Linked DNA regions of Sus scrofa: all the other regions are linked to region 4. Evidence: chromatin contacts called from public HiChIP or PLAC-seq data. All regions are on one chromosome and are shown on one strand. The core of a region is the stretch at or near the end of the contact, and the rest is flanking DNA. Distances in the headings are between cores, read along the strand shown. Region 1 has its middle 100 kb from the start of ZNF217. Region 2 overlaps LOC100513893 (a long non-coding RNA gene). Region 3 overlaps LOC106506721 (a long non-coding RNA gene). Region 4 has its middle 130 kb from the start of BCAS1. Region 5 has its middle 64 kb from the start of ZNF217.

Region 1 (2,700 bases), core at 183-2,682, 160 kb before region 4:
ATCTAATGGGCGGCCTGGTCCAGAGGAAGCTTCATTCAAGCAACGTTTCTGTCCCTGCCCTTTTTCCTCCTCCTGACACCTATCCTTTTTTCTCCAGCTGTTTAAAAAAAATTGTGGTTAAACATCCATAAATAGAGCTTACCGTGTGAGCCACTGCAAGTGTACAGTTCGGTGACAGTAAGTGCATTCACGCTGCTGTACAGCCACAATCATCAGCCATCTCCAAAGCTTTTCAGCACCCCAAACGGAAACGCTGTACCCATTCACCAGCACCTTCTCGTTCTCCACCCCCCCACCCCTGCCATCCTCAGCTCCTGCAACTGCCATTCTACTTTCTGTCTCTATGAATTCGACTGCTTTTGGTCTCTCCTGTAAGTGGCATCACACATTATTTGTCCTTTTGTATCTGGCTTATTTCTCCCGTCTTCGAAGTTCATCCATGCTGTTGCATGTGTCTGAATTTCAGTCATTAACAAAAAGAGCATTTATTATTTATTTATTTATGGCCATGCCCAGAGCATGTGAAAGCTTCCGGAGCCAGGGATGGAACCCAAGCCACAGCCGTGACAGCACCAGAGCCTTAACCCCCGGTGTCGCCAGGGGCACTCCCGAATGTCATTCCTCTTTAAGGCTAGTAGCCCACCTTTTACTCATCTGTCCAACCGTGGCTGGGCGTGGGTTGCTTCTACCTTTCGGCTCTTACGAAGAGCACTGCCCTAAGCACTGGTGTAGAAGCATCCACTGCCCCTTTCAAGTGTGTCTCCCAGTCCTGGGCTCCATTTTCACCCTGAACACTGATGGCACATGTTCTAGAACAGCTCCAAACCTCCTTCCTCCAACAGTCCTTCCCCATACCCTCCATCTAAGAGAGGCCCCAGCTCTTTCCCTATAGCCATCCACTCAGCTGTATTTTTCTCGTGAATTATCATCACCTTATACCTTAGATGGAGATCTGTTTATTACCTGCCTCCAGGCAGTACATACGAATTCCAGGACTGTAGGGATTGGCCTTGGCTCTATGCCAGCTCTTAAGAGCATGCCCGGCATATAGTCGGTGCTCAACGTGCTGAGTGTTCAAATGACCCCTGGCAGCCTTCCCTCTGCCTGTCTACCACCTACTCCACTTGGACCACCGCCAGGGGCACGACCTAGTTTAAGCAGCACGTCTGTAGGGCAGGTAGGAAAAGCCGCCAACTTTGCCCCAGATCGACTGGATAAAAACCCCTGTGCCATCACATCTGCAGCCAGAAGTGTGAGCCAAGCTCTTGAGTCCTTGGGCATCTCAAATGTCCAGGTGGAGAATCACTGACTCTCTCCTGCCCCTCCCAGGATTTGGTCTGACACATGACCTTGATCCCCAAGGTCCAGAGCCAGCTCTGACTCACCTTTAAGGCGAGTGAGGCTTCGGCAAGGACAGCACAGGACACGCCTCAGTCTTATTTCAAAACAAAGTGACCTCATCCCTTGCTCTAGATCATGGAGTCTGGAGGCTCAGCTGCTGCCTGCTTCATGCCCCACGTGCTCATCTGGAGAACTTTTTCTTCCCTCTTTCTCTCTTTCTTTCCTGTTCCTGAGGTTTCACAAAGACCTTCCGGTTCCTTATGTCCAGATGGGCAGCGGCCAGCCGAGGGACAACCCTGCTGGCACTGAGCTAAGCAGAGAGCCCCAGGGAGCAGGCTGGAACTGGGAAGTGACCCCAGGGCACGTCACTCAGCCACTCATTCTGACTGAGGTCAAAGGGGACAAAACGAATGCCCAGTGCCAACTCCAAGTGTATTATTTGTCAGCATTCCTACTAGTTTATGCAGATTAGAAACAAACCATCTACCCATTCCCCAACTTGCTATCGTATCTTGGACTAGTCCCTGAACGCTTCTGGGCTTTGGGGTCCTCATTTCTAGAATAAAGCAGCTGGATTAACAACCACTTCTCCCCCAGAAGGCGTGGGTCTCCAGGTCAAGCCAGGTGGCTGGGTTCCCACCTTTGCTCTGACAGTCTCAGCATGGAGGCTGCAAGAAGTCCCAGATCCTCTCAGAAACACTGGAAGCCAAGACCTCCAGCATCTCAGAGATGGGAGAATGAGAGGGGCAGCTTACCTGGTTCTCAGCAGGGGATTTTGTCCCCAGGGACCCTTGGTGACATCTGGAGACATTTTGGTTGTTCCAACACTTCTGGCATCCAGTGGGTAGAGGCCAGGGATGCTGCTGAGCATCCTCCAGTGCACAGGACGGTCCCCCTCCACAGAGAATGGTCCAGCCCCCAGTGCCAACAGGGCTGAGGATGAGAAACTGCCTGGCCATGGGCCTGGATGGCCGCAAACGTTCCTTAGAGGAACTAAAGCCCAGGCCAGGACTCCTGCACTGTCTCTCCCCTAAACCAAGATGCTCACCTCTCCCTGCCTTCCTGAGGCCCCTGCTTGTTAACCCACTCAAGCCTATCAGGTTCAGCTGTGATTTGCTCATGTCATTTGCCCATTCCCCAGCCATTTACCCACTGTGCTGTAGGCACGGGGGAAAGAGTAAGCGTCACAGGGGGCACTGCCCTGGGGCCTCATTAACCCTCCACCCCAATGCAAGTCAAAAGAACAAGGAGGTGGAGTCCCCCCACGGCCCAGGGGTGTGGGGGAGCCAGGGCTCCCCAGCAGGACCACTGTGCTCTTCCCTGCGGGCTGTGCAGGTGCCTCCCAGGGCTCACACGGGA
Region 2 (2,700 bases), core at 59-2,558, 140 kb before region 4:
TGCACGACAGGGAACTCCACAGTCTTTATTTTAAATGTGCCAGTGTGGAGTTCCCGTTATGGCTCAGTGGTAACGAACCCGACTAGCATTCATGAGGATGCAGGCTCGAGCCCTGGCCTGGCTCTAGTGGATTAAGGATCCGGCATTGCCGTGAGCTGTGGCTCAGATCCAGAGTTGCTGTGGCTGTGGTGAAGGCTGGCAGCTGTAGCTCCAATTTGACCCTTAGCCTGGGACCTTCCTTGTGTCGCCAGTTTGGCCCTAAAAAGACTATATATATATATATATATATATATCAGTGTAATCATATTTATAGACACTACTGTACAAATTATTTTGTCTTTTTAGGGCCGCATCCGCAGTATATGGAAGTTCCCAGGCTAGGGTCGAATCAAAGCTGTAGCTGCCGGCCTACATCACAGCAACGTGGTATCCAAGCCGCGTCTTCGACCTACACCACAGCTCACGGCAACACCAGACCCTTAGCCCACTGAGCGAGACCAGGGCTCGAGCCGGCATCCTCATGGATATTAGTCTGATTCGCTTTCGCTGAGCCACGCCAGGAACTCCCAACTTTTTTTTTTACTTAAAATATGTATCATCAATTTTCTATGTCTGCACACATTAAGAAAAATAGCTATAAGTTTTTGAGCACAATGAGGTAATTTCGTCCTCCTGGGGTGGGGGGAGGCAGAGAATTCAAATCAAAGGGCTTGTGGAGAAGGGGGACTCCCCCTCCCCAGAGAAGATGACTGCTGGGGTTCAGTGCATCCGGAACAGGCCCCGCATGGATCAGCATATGTGTATATCAAACACTCACACTTTTCTGTTTTTACCAAGCATGCTTCACTTTCCATTTTTCACTTAGATCTCTTAGAGAGCAGGTCATGTTAGAAAAAAAACCTGACATTTTAAATGGTGACAGAGTATCTCTTTGAAGGATGTTCCTTAGGCATTTCACTTGTCCTTTTTGCTAGGCTTTGGGTAGATGGGATACTCTAGTCTGGGGTACACCCTGTGATTCTTTGCTCAAACCCCTCACCTCTTCCTAAAAGCAGTTCCTTTACTCCACACCTATCCCTACATTGCTTTCATCTGGAGAACTGATTCAACTAGCTTAAAAAAAAAATAAGACTTAAAACAGTACTATTAACCCATTAAAGAGCTATTCTGAACAAGTTTTTAATCATTCCTCCTGCTTGAGAGTGAAAGGCTCATGGAAAAGAGAAAAATCCTGTCCCCCCACCAACCCGGGAGTCAGTCACGCCAAGCTCTTTGCACAGCATCCTACGTCTGCTGTTAGAAATGCATGCTTCATACTGACTAATTCCCTCCTGTTTGCTCCTTTTATCTTGGGCTCAGAGAAAGATTGCAGCTCACTCTTACAACTTAGGGGCAGCTTCCTTCTCTCCTTCGCAAAAGGGCTGTGCCAGCATTGGGGATTTAGAACAAAGTGTGTCCTTGGGAAGACGTGGGTGAGATTTTACGTTCAGTAAGTGGGTGGCGTGGGACCCCCTCCTCCCGCGGGGGAGGGGAGGAGTCTGATTTCATTATCCAGTTGGAAACCTGGTGAAATCATGGATATGACTGAATCTTTTTGCTCAGCTCGTGAGGTCTTTTTGTTCTTTGTCTTTGCAGTGTGTACTGCAAATTTCTGTGACGCCTGGGAAAAAGGAAATGTGCGTTACAGAGCTGGGCAGAGCCACATGTCCTGTGACAAGCCGGCGACTTGAAAAATTTAATTCAGGAAGAGACGCAAAGAGGCCAAATCGAAAGAGGAACTGGGCCTATCGATGTTCAGAGCAGGAAAACCGAAGAAGTTACCAACCATCCCCAAGTTAAAAATCATGTGGGGCTGGAAAATATGTCGCCTGCTGCATTTGTCATTGAAATTCACAATCTTGTTTGCTGTTTATCTTGAGGCTTGGGGAGCTCGCCTGCTGGTTAGGAAAAAGGAGGCCAGGTCTAGGAAGAAATAAGAAAGGGAGGATTAGAGCCCAGAGTGAATGGGAGGTGTAAATAATACGCGGGCACCTGACAATCTGGGCAAAGAAATGAGAGACAAAGCCAATACCCCACGCCAGAAATCCTAAAAACTTAAGTGGGAAGCCCACACGTAAGAAAAATGTCTCCAAGAAAAAAGGAAAATAAAATCCCAGAGGATCTGTTTCCTCTGTGGTGCTGGTTCATGGAATATGTAAAGGTTGGTTTTGCCTCGGTGCGCACGTAAGCAGCACTGGATTCAAAGGAACGGGCTTCAGGATATGCTTTCAAGGGCTCACTCCAGGCCAGCTTGAGCCTCTGGGCAGAATGCTTGAGCTTTCCTCCAAAAAGGAGTTGAGACTGGGGCAGGAGGAGCACTTGGGGGGTGGGGGTGGGGGGGCAGGAAATGTTGGGGGGGGCAGAGTTATGGCTCTTCCCCAGGAGACCCATCTATCTGGGTCACCTGTCTACCTCTGCACTTCTCTCTCTCTCTCTTTTTTTTTTTTTCTTCCTGGACCTACCTTAAATGGAATTGCTTAGGAAAGAGAGAAAAGGCATTTTTAGCCAAAAGCTAAGTTCGGACCAAGCTAAACTCGCTGGACAAGGGAAACCTTTTCCGGAGGCTACCTGCAGTCGAGTGTGACACCTCCTAAATGTTTGGCTGACTGCTATTTCCATCATACGAGAAGAGGAGGTAGCATTTAGAGAATGCTCACATGG
Region 3 (2,700 bases), core at 41-2,540, 240 kb before region 4:
TGAGGCTAGTGCCTCGTTTGCTTTCTATAGTCTAGAAAATGATTCTAATGTGTTTTGGATTCTTCCGCACTAAGCATTTTTTTTTTGGCTTGTGAACAGGGCCTGAACTGGGGTTGCCTTATTATAAGACTGTATTTTGAGAACATGTGGTGAAAGTTGGGATTTTCCTCTCCCTCCTTTCTTTTCCTTACTGCTTTAAAAACAAGATAAGCCTGTATGCAAATAGAGTCCCCAGTAACCACAGTAACATTCTCCACCTTATTTATTGAATTGCAGAGTCTTCCTTCACCGATTAAGCTCTATTTGCATACCTTTAACATGAGAAACATTTATTCCAGTAATGAGTCATTTGAGACCTCGTCTGGGTTTATATTCTGAAGCTGGATGTAACAGTGCTAATGCCGGAGGAATGGGTATCTTCTGCCTTCAAACTTCAGGATTTTCTCTGTGCAGAGAGAGACAGAAGAGAGAGAGGCTGCTGGTTTTGGTTTGTTTGTTTAATTCTAAAACGGAACTGGGCCTAAATGAATTAAGGATAATATTTGAAAACATACCTCGTTATTTACTTCGTACCCTAAAGAAATATACACTGTATGACATTTTAATGGTGTCAAGAGAGAAAGAACTTGCTCTTCTCTTCTGGTCTGAATAGAGCTCATCGTATAAAGGGTAATAGCTTTGTCTTCTGAATATTTTCTCCAGCTCGATTGGGATGTAATTGACACATAACACTGTCAGCTTTACTGCACAAGTTCATTTGATACATTCTATTTTACATTTTTAAATGGAAAAAAAAAAAAAAAAAAAGGAAAGAAAGAGAGAAAGAAAAGGCAACCTCAATTCTTTTCTCAGAAAGAACAGGAAGCCTGAAGGAGGAAGTATGTGACAGTTTGTTTTTCAACAAGTTCACGTTATCAAGTGAATGAAATTCCTCTGGAAGCTATAAAAACGAAGATGGAAGGATGGCTGTGTTCAGATAGCACAAAAGACTCCTCAATATTTAGAACCTTTTTTTTTTTCCCAAAGCTAAGTTATTCATGAAAGCCAATTATTGCACTTTTCCAAAAGGAAACACTGAGTCATTCATGAAATGATCTAAGATTTCGAAACACGCTTACACCATTTTTTTTTTTCTCCTCCTTTCCTACCTGTGCCAAAAACAGGCTCAGAAAAGCCAACCAGTAACCGTGGCCTAAATCCAGGAAGCCGGCACCAAATTTGTCCATACTGCGGCAATTTCACAAAGGCTCCCGCTGCCCCAGGGGATCACAGTCCCACCCAAGCACCCTGGTCCAGAGAGGAGGGGCCTCTGTGGCCCCTGCTCTGGAGGGCCTGTGATGAACTAGACACGGTAGTTACTTGGCCATACCCTGGCCTGCCTCCAAGTTTCATATGGAACAGCAGAGGGGCGTGGGCCCACAGATAGGCAGGTCCATGTTCCTAAGAGGCGTTACATATTTATGGCCAGAGCCCTACAGAATTTGGGCAGAGATGGAGTCCAGATGAAAATGTGTTTGGCGAGGAAACACGGACCTCTCGATCCATTTATCAAGAGGGCTTAAGCTTAGGCCATTAAACCCTGTCCAAAAACAGTCAGCCCATGTTCGAGGAGTCGGGAATAAACAGTGAGGGAGGTGGTTTTAACCTCGGGACAGCTGAGGAAGAGTATTTCTAGGGACGAATTTTTAAAAACATGACTTGAGATACATCTGCAAAGAATTGAACCAACCCAAGTTTCTGAACAGGCTCCGTGGAAGCAGCTTATTTCATCTTTGCAAACACCAGTAAGTCCATGTAGATAAATAATGTAGACAAGGAAATCATGTTTTCATCCAAACAATACAGAAGAGCTTGGAATGGTGCCTCTTTAACAGAATGTCTGCATTGTGCCACTAAAAGGATTTCACAGATAGATTATCTTCATATGACTCTGCAAGGTAGAAAGGGGAAGTGTGTTGTCCCATTTCAAAGATTAGGAAACGCTGGCTCAGAGAGACCTTGACCTTTCCAAGGTCACAACGTTAGTCCATTACAGAGCTCAAAGTTAAATCCAGGACTTCTGGCTGAGAGTGCTGGCCTGTCCCTGGGATGCCTGGTGCCTTGTAACCTGAGTCTTGATGTCCCCTTCTGTACATCCAGACTCTGTAAGCTCCTATGCCTGTTGCTTTTACGGCAAGCCCGGGCTTTCCAAGCCCTGGAACTCCCAAGGAATACACGAGTCTTGTTTCTACCCCTTCCCTTGAAGATCCTGGTCCTTTTTCACCACAGAGGATGTACCTGTTTGAGGAGGAAGCAGTTTCGATTCTGCCATTCAAGTAGAATGACTTCCTCTGTTTTCTCCTTGAATGTATTTTTGTCTTAGTTTATCCCGACACCTAAAAAAAAAAAAAAAATCCCAGATTCTGCACTGCGTGAAGGATTTTTCTTAAACAAAACAAAACAAACCCCTTTCTTGTCTACTAAAATGTTACGAATAATCATCAGTACTTTTTATTTTTCTCTGTGTATGTGTATTTATTTTTCACATTTGTTTACAATGATTTTTTTTTTTTGGTTACCGAGGGAAAAATTATTTTTAAAAACTATCTTAGCGTTTTTTTTTGTGTCACTCATATGGTGTAATTCACACAATGGATTTTCTTGCTAACACCAGTAGAAAACAAACCAGCAACGTGTTCTTTAGATAGCCCTTATTTAGAA
Region 4 (2,700 bases), core at 110-2,609:
TAAGGAAAGAGCCATTGTTTCAGTCAGAGAAACTGGATTGCAAAGCCATGACTTACAAGGTGACAGAGAGGAAGTCACAGGTGAAGTGGGGCCACACCTCTCCCAGGATTCCAGGGTTCAGGTGATACAAAGCTCCCGCCACCAAGCATCTGTGCTCAGGAGCCCAGCGCTAGCCTCCTGGAGGGAGCTAGTGGCAAAGAAGTAATGAACTAGTTCTCACTGGTGTTCACTGAATTCATACCGTGTGCCTTCCCTAAGCCCTTTACCTGCATCGTTCTCCTTATTCCCATGGAAGAAGTGACTGCTACAGAAAAGGAACCCGAGGATGCCGGCGACCTGTCCCTGGAGCCCAGAAAACCAGGCGTGTGTCTGTTTTCTTCCCAAAAGGTGCAAAGGAGCAGTGCTGGGAGGTTGCCACTGAGAAGCCCCTTCGGCAAAATTTCTGGAAATCTTAAAAAGAGCAGTGAACTCCCCCCCCCCACACGCACTGCCCCGCGCCTTTAGAAAGGAGCTTTTTCACCTCACGCATGTGTTCAAGGCACCAAAACACAACAAACAAAATAACCCAAACCCAAACTTGGCTCAGCACCTCGGCCCTTAGATACAGAAAAACAAATCACCAACTAGGCTCAGTAATGAATTAGTAACATGGAGCAGGCATCGCATCAGCCGGACCTCAGCCCCCTTCCGTAGGGGGAAGGGAAGATCCTGCGGAAAATGTGCCAGAGAAGGAGGAGGAGAGAGAAGGAGGGGGGGAGGAGGAGAGAGAAGGAGGGGGGAGGAGGGAGAGAGAAGGAGGGGGGAGGAGGGAGAGAGAAGGAGGGGAGAGGAGGGAGAGAGAAGGAGGGGGGAGGAGGGAGAGAGAAGGAGGGGGGAGGAGGGAGAGAGAAGGAGGGGGGAGGAGGGAGAGAGAAGGAGGGGGAAGGAGGGAGAGAATGAAACGGAGAGATTGGGCAGGAGGGAGTGGGGGGGAGAGGGAAACGGGGGGGGGGCGGGTAATTGAGAAAAAGAAAGAGATTGAAGGAGATGCTAGATGGTAGACAGATGGACAGAAAGATGTTGAACGTCGACCGCTGGTGTAGAGAGAGGCAGCCACGCAAGTTGTATCCGAGCCGCCTCTGCTTCCAGCCCCGCCATGTGTCCCCTGGCAGGGGTGTGAGATGCGCGGCTGTTTCAAGACCTCCACCAAGAGAGAGGCTGGCGTGGGGCGAGGGCTCCTGGGGGCGGCCCTCTAGCCCCCCCTCCCCGCCCCAGACCCGGCTCTTGGAGCGGCTCGGGTTGCATGGAACGCGGTATAGCCCTCCTTCCTTAGTTCTGCAAAATGGTGTCTGCGGTGTTTACACTGGCGGCTGCCTGGGTGCCGAGCCCGCGGGGGGAGCAAGTGTGCAGTTCCCTAAGGAGCCGCCTGCTGGCCTGAACGGCTCTAATCTCCACGTTTTGATGACATGTCCTTAAAGTGACCTATATTATCTGGCACCTTGGATTGCTGCTCACCAAAAAAGTAACACTGGAAGAAAAAAAAAATCCCTAATGATTGTGTAAATATTCTTTGCCAAGAATATTAAACTCAGGTGCCCTCTGCTGGGCGAGCTAAGTAGGGGCCAAAGCCAGGAGCAAAGGCAGCTGCTGGTCGGGCAGCGGGTGCCAGGAGGTCCCTGGAATAGAGGCGGAGCCTGGGGCCGTGGTGGGCGGGGCCTGCCGCCCCTTCCTGTGCGCCCCGCTGGCATCACTCAGGGCAAATGGGGCCAAACCGAGCTCTTTCAGACAAGGGGAACTAAAAAACAAAACTGAAACTGCTTACAAGTTAATCATTCACTTTGGGAGAACTGACAATTTCTTCACTGGGATTTTTTTTTTTTTTCTCTTCTAGTAATAAGTTTTTTTCTCTCCTGTTGAATTTGACCGGTGGGAGAGAATGAGGAAAAAAGGCAGGGGGCTTGCTGACACTGCCCTTTCTCATCAAAGCAAAGGGTTTAGGATTTCAGGGAAATCCTGGCAAAGACTAGCTGGGGGCCAGGAGAGAGGGGGGTGCTGCGAGGACATGGTGGCCAGGTTCATTTCCAGTCTTAAATTATTGTTGTTTTTACGTCCGCACCTGGTATATGGAAGTTCCCCCACTAGTGGTCGAATCAGAACTGCAGCTACCGGTCTGCACCACAGACACAGCCAAGCCAGATCCAAGCTGCATTTGCGACCCCCTGGGGCAACATGGAATCCTTAACCCACTGATGAGGCCAGGGTTTCAACCCTCATCCTCACAGACACTATGTCAGGTTCTTAACCCACTGAGCCACAACGGCAACTCCCCAGTCTTTAAATGATCATTTCTCAACCAGGACACCTTGAGAGTAAAAGAAGCTGCTGTTAATGATTATACCAGGTCAGTAGGTGTAATCCTAGCATGTCCCAGGCAAGTCTGACTTAGCACAGACCTGTTCAAAAAGAACTTTCTCCAGTGACTAATATGTTCTAGATCTGTGCTGTCCAAGCTGGTAACACCAGCCCCAGGTAGCTATTGAGCATTTGAGAGGTGGCCAGTGCAACTCAGAAGATGAATTTGTAGCTTCATTTAATTTGGATTAATTTAAATTTAAATAGTTGCATATGTCTAGTGGCTAGTATATTAGACAGCAGAACTCCGGTCATATTATTCATAGCAGAAGACCAGAACCCTGGGTGACAGCAGCTAAGGCCCCAGGC
Region 5 (2,700 bases), core at 64-2,563, 200 kb before region 4:
CTGTGTCTGTGGTGTACACCGCAGGCATGTGTAGATCCGATTAGACCCCTAGCCTGGGAACCTCCACATGCCAAGGGTGCAGCCCTAAAAGGCAAAGAAAAAAAAATTTTACACACTTGAACCCATCCTGTTTCCTGAGAATAGAATAATTCCGTGATAAAAGAAAGCGAGCTCCGCCACAGTTTCTACAACATATTTAACAAATATTGCATTGACCCAACAGGTGAGGAAAAGGAATACTTCCAGGTGTAAATAGAACACCTGATTAGGCTAATTTTGGCAATTCATTTTTTTTCCCTAGACAAAAGTAGAGTTTTCAAGCCAAATGATAATAGTACCAAAAAATTGAAAACGTCTGTTCTCTACCTGGAATTATATCTGTTTTAATTTTAAAAATTATTTTTTTTCTTACATTTTTTGGCAGCACCCGCAACATACAGAAGTTCCAGGGCCAGGGATCGAACCCACCATGGCGGAGACAACACTGAATCCTGAACTGCTGGGCCACCAGGAAACTCCGTGTTTTTATTCTTAATGTTTGTATGTGTGTTCCCTCTTGTTTTTCTTACTCATACCTGTGAACAATGATCTGTCTTAATTTTATGGGACTCTGCAAATTGTTGGTTTTTTTTTTTTTTTTTTTGGTCACAATTGTCTGCTTTTGAGTTCACGGAGTCCTTCCTTCTATTTCGATTTACAGATATATCCATACCTCTGTGGTCTGGGAGGGACACAGTTCATTGAGAAGAGCCCTTGCTGAGGGGGGATGGAGACCAGGAAGCTAGAACTGGAAGAGGCACCTCACACATGATTTCACCCCTAAGAAAAATGTGTTTTTTTTTTTTTTTTTTAATTTTGTTTTGCTTCGAGTTTTTCCACTTTTCAACCAGACTGTATTCAGATTTTACTCGAAAAATTAAAAATACAAAAAAAACACCCCAAGTTTCCCCAACTTATCTACTGCCTGCTGGGCTCACCTGCCAGGTCCAAAGAGCAAGAAGCAGGGAGAGGGGTGAGCTGGGCAGGGGAAAGGGGGGCAGATGCGGGGCAGGAAGAAAGGGGTGGGGCGGTGTGTGTGTGTGTGGGGGGGGGGGACTCGGGCTGCTTTCTTAGGTCGCCTGGTTCTCATTTTTTGTCTCTCCCTCCCCATGGATTTCCCCAAAGTGTGGAAAACCAGCACATCTTTTAAAGTTGGTGAGAGAGAGAGGGAGGGAGGGAAGGAGGTGCAAAGAAAGAGGGAGGAGTGGGGGGGGGGGAGAGAAAAAGAAAGGGAGAGGTCACGTGATTTTCTGGAACGCAGACTCACTTCTTTATTTTGATTCTCGCGTAAACGTCCTGCCTCCAACACACTTTGCCTGGATCAGAAAGGGTAAAGGCACGTCCCCCCGGAAAGGGTCACTTCTTCAGTTCACGGCGAACCAATTCTTTGATCCTCCCTCATTTTGTTCCTAAGATTTACTTCTCTTTCAAATCAAATAATTTGTCTCTTTCTCCTTCTGAGAAAAGCTTTCTAGATGCGATTTCCCTTTTGAAAGGAGGACTTTGAAGTCCTTCCCCAGCACATCCTTTCTTAAAGGGAGGGGGTGAAAGGGGGCAGCCCCCGGGGCCGAGAGCAGTTTAAAAAGTCGCTTTCCAAAGACCCCCCCCCCCCCCCCCGGTGCAGACTCTCAGACGGAAACTTCCCAGCTGCGGGAAGACATTTCCAAATGCCAGTCTGTGGCTGGCACACCTTTGCTCCCAGGTGAGGCACACAAAACGGCTTTCTTTGGACCCCGAGGGCCCCATGCAGGTGGAGGCAGGCAATGCAGAAAGGAAGCCTATTTTTAGACTTGAGTACAACCACGTCCATGGGAGGGCTACAGGCTTTGAATTAGCAAGGCTTCTATAAGGTATTTAGTCCTCGTTGCCTGGGACGTCAAGGCGGAATAGCGGGAATCCAAGGTAGTATATTTCCTGGGGGGTTCGATTTCAAGCTTCCGGTGTGTGCAGCGTTACCTTAATCCCATCTGGAGCATCACTGTGGATGACGCCAGGCTGCAGCACCTGCCCCACAGTGGCCAAAAATGGTGACAACAATTCAAGCCTCTCAATGAGGAATGAGATGTTTGTACACGAAATGACCTTTAATTGTGTCTTAGAAACTCTTGTCAGATCAACATGTGGTTTCAGTTACTCTGCAGAGGTTATTGCATTTCAAGCTGTTTTTTTTTTTTTCAGCATTTAAATGAAGTATTTTCTCTTTCATATATTTGATGTGGCTCAAAGAAGCTTGCTGCTTTTTTCTCCTTTTTCTCACAGATTTTATTGTTTGATTAGATCTTTTTGTTAAGTCAGATCAAAGATGGCTTTTTCTTTCTTTAGGAGAGGTATTTTCTTAAAACAAATCAGTAGAATGGAATTCACAGTAAAGAAGCATTTTATTCAAAAGATTTTGAAAAGGGAAAAGATTTCAATAGGCATGAAGAGACTTTTTTTTTTTTGGCCACAACTGCAGCACGTGGAAGTTCCCAGGCCAGGGACTGAACCCACGCCACAGCAGCAACCTGAGCTGCTACAGCGACAACGCTAATGCCAGATCCTTAACCCACTGAGCCACCGAGGAGCTTTTTATTGTTGGCTGCCCCGCAGCACATGGAGTTCCCGGGGCCAGGGATCAGATCTGAACGGCAGCGGAGACCCTAGCCAAAGCTGCGGCAACCT

What was found. HiChIP or PLAC-seq counts read pairs in DNA pulled down with a chosen protein or histone mark.
Region 1: a contact with region 4 is called in an H3K27ac HiChIP or PLAC-seq map of alveolar macrophages. The contact joins two enhancer-like sites. A contact is called at or near these places in 4 of 47 Hi-C or Micro-C datasets (epiblast stem cells, heart right ventricle, retroperitoneal adipose tissue and 1 more) and 2 of 2 datasets of contacts at active chromatin or transcription factors (alveolar macrophages and skeletal muscle).
Region 2: an H3K27ac HiChIP or PLAC-seq map of alveolar macrophages shows a contact between it and region 4. The contact joins two enhancer-like sites. A contact is called at or near these places in 4 of 47 Hi-C or Micro-C datasets (brain, embryonic fibroblasts, epiblast stem cells and 1 more) and 2 of 2 datasets of contacts at active chromatin or transcription factors (alveolar macrophages and skeletal muscle).
Region 3: an H3K27ac HiChIP or PLAC-seq map of alveolar macrophages shows a contact between it and region 4. The contact joins two enhancer-like sites. A contact is called at or near these places in 4 of 5 promoter capture datasets (fetal liver, fetal skeletal muscle, liver and 1 more), 3 of 47 Hi-C or Micro-C datasets (embryonic fibroblasts, liver and skeletal muscle) and 2 of 2 datasets of contacts at active chromatin or transcription factors (alveolar macrophages and skeletal muscle).
Region 5: a contact with region 4 is called in an H3K27ac HiChIP or PLAC-seq map of alveolar macrophages. The contact joins two enhancer-like sites. A contact is called at or near these places in 4 of 47 Hi-C or Micro-C datasets (liver, mesenteric adipose tissue and skeletal muscle) and 2 of 2 datasets of contacts at active chromatin or transcription factors (alveolar macrophages and skeletal muscle).

Annotation. Positions count from the first base shown.
Region 1 is chr17:54,733,554-54,736,253 of Sscrofa11.1, forward strand. It overlaps the pseudogene LOC110257394. Among named protein-coding and RNA genes, the nearest start is that of ZNF217, 100 kb to the left of the region's middle. Within about 2 kb of position 1,433, at least 20 of the 83 cell types and tissues checked have an H3K27ac peak or open chromatin away from gene starts, as enhancers often do. A contact at or near this core is called in alveolar macrophages, retroperitoneal adipose tissue and subcutaneous adipose tissue, where this site is marked.
Region 2 is chr17:54,752,278-54,754,977 of Sscrofa11.1, forward strand. LOC100513893 (a long non-coding RNA gene) reads right to left here. Exons shown (of 2, transcript XR_002339964.1): 2 at 1,504-1,962. Among named protein-coding and RNA genes, the nearest start is that of ZNF217, 120 kb to the left of the region's middle. Within about 2 kb of position 1,309, at least 35 of the 83 cell types and tissues checked have an H3K27ac peak or open chromatin away from gene starts, as enhancers often do. A contact at or near this core is called in alveolar macrophages, brain, epiblast stem cells and 2 more, where this site is marked.
Region 3 is chr17:54,656,826-54,659,525 of Sscrofa11.1, forward strand. LOC106506721 (a long non-coding RNA gene) reads right to left here. Exons shown (of 4, transcript XR_001302218.2): 3 at 2,278-2,375; 4 at 1-445. Among named protein-coding and RNA genes, the nearest start is that of ZNF217, 26 kb to the left of the region's middle. Within about 2 kb of position 1,291, at least 38 of the 83 cell types and tissues checked have an H3K27ac peak or open chromatin away from gene starts, as enhancers often do. A contact at or near this core is called in alveolar macrophages, fetal liver and liver, where this site is marked.
Region 4 is chr17:54,894,727-54,897,426 of Sscrofa11.1, forward strand. No RefSeq gene overlaps it. Among named protein-coding and RNA genes, the nearest start is that of BCAS1, 130 kb to the right of the region's middle. Within about 2 kb of position 1,360, at least 59 of the 83 cell types and tissues checked have an H3K27ac peak or open chromatin away from gene starts, as enhancers often do. A contact at or near this core is called in alveolar macrophages, brain, epiblast stem cells and 6 more, where this site is marked.
Region 5 is chr17:54,694,183-54,696,882 of Sscrofa11.1, forward strand. No RefSeq gene overlaps it. Among named protein-coding and RNA genes, the nearest start is that of ZNF217, 64 kb to the left of the region's middle. Within about 2 kb of position 1,314, at least 50 of the 83 cell types and tissues checked have an H3K27ac peak or open chromatin away from gene starts, as enhancers often do. A contact at or near this core is called in alveolar macrophages, liver, mesenteric adipose tissue and 1 more, where this site is marked.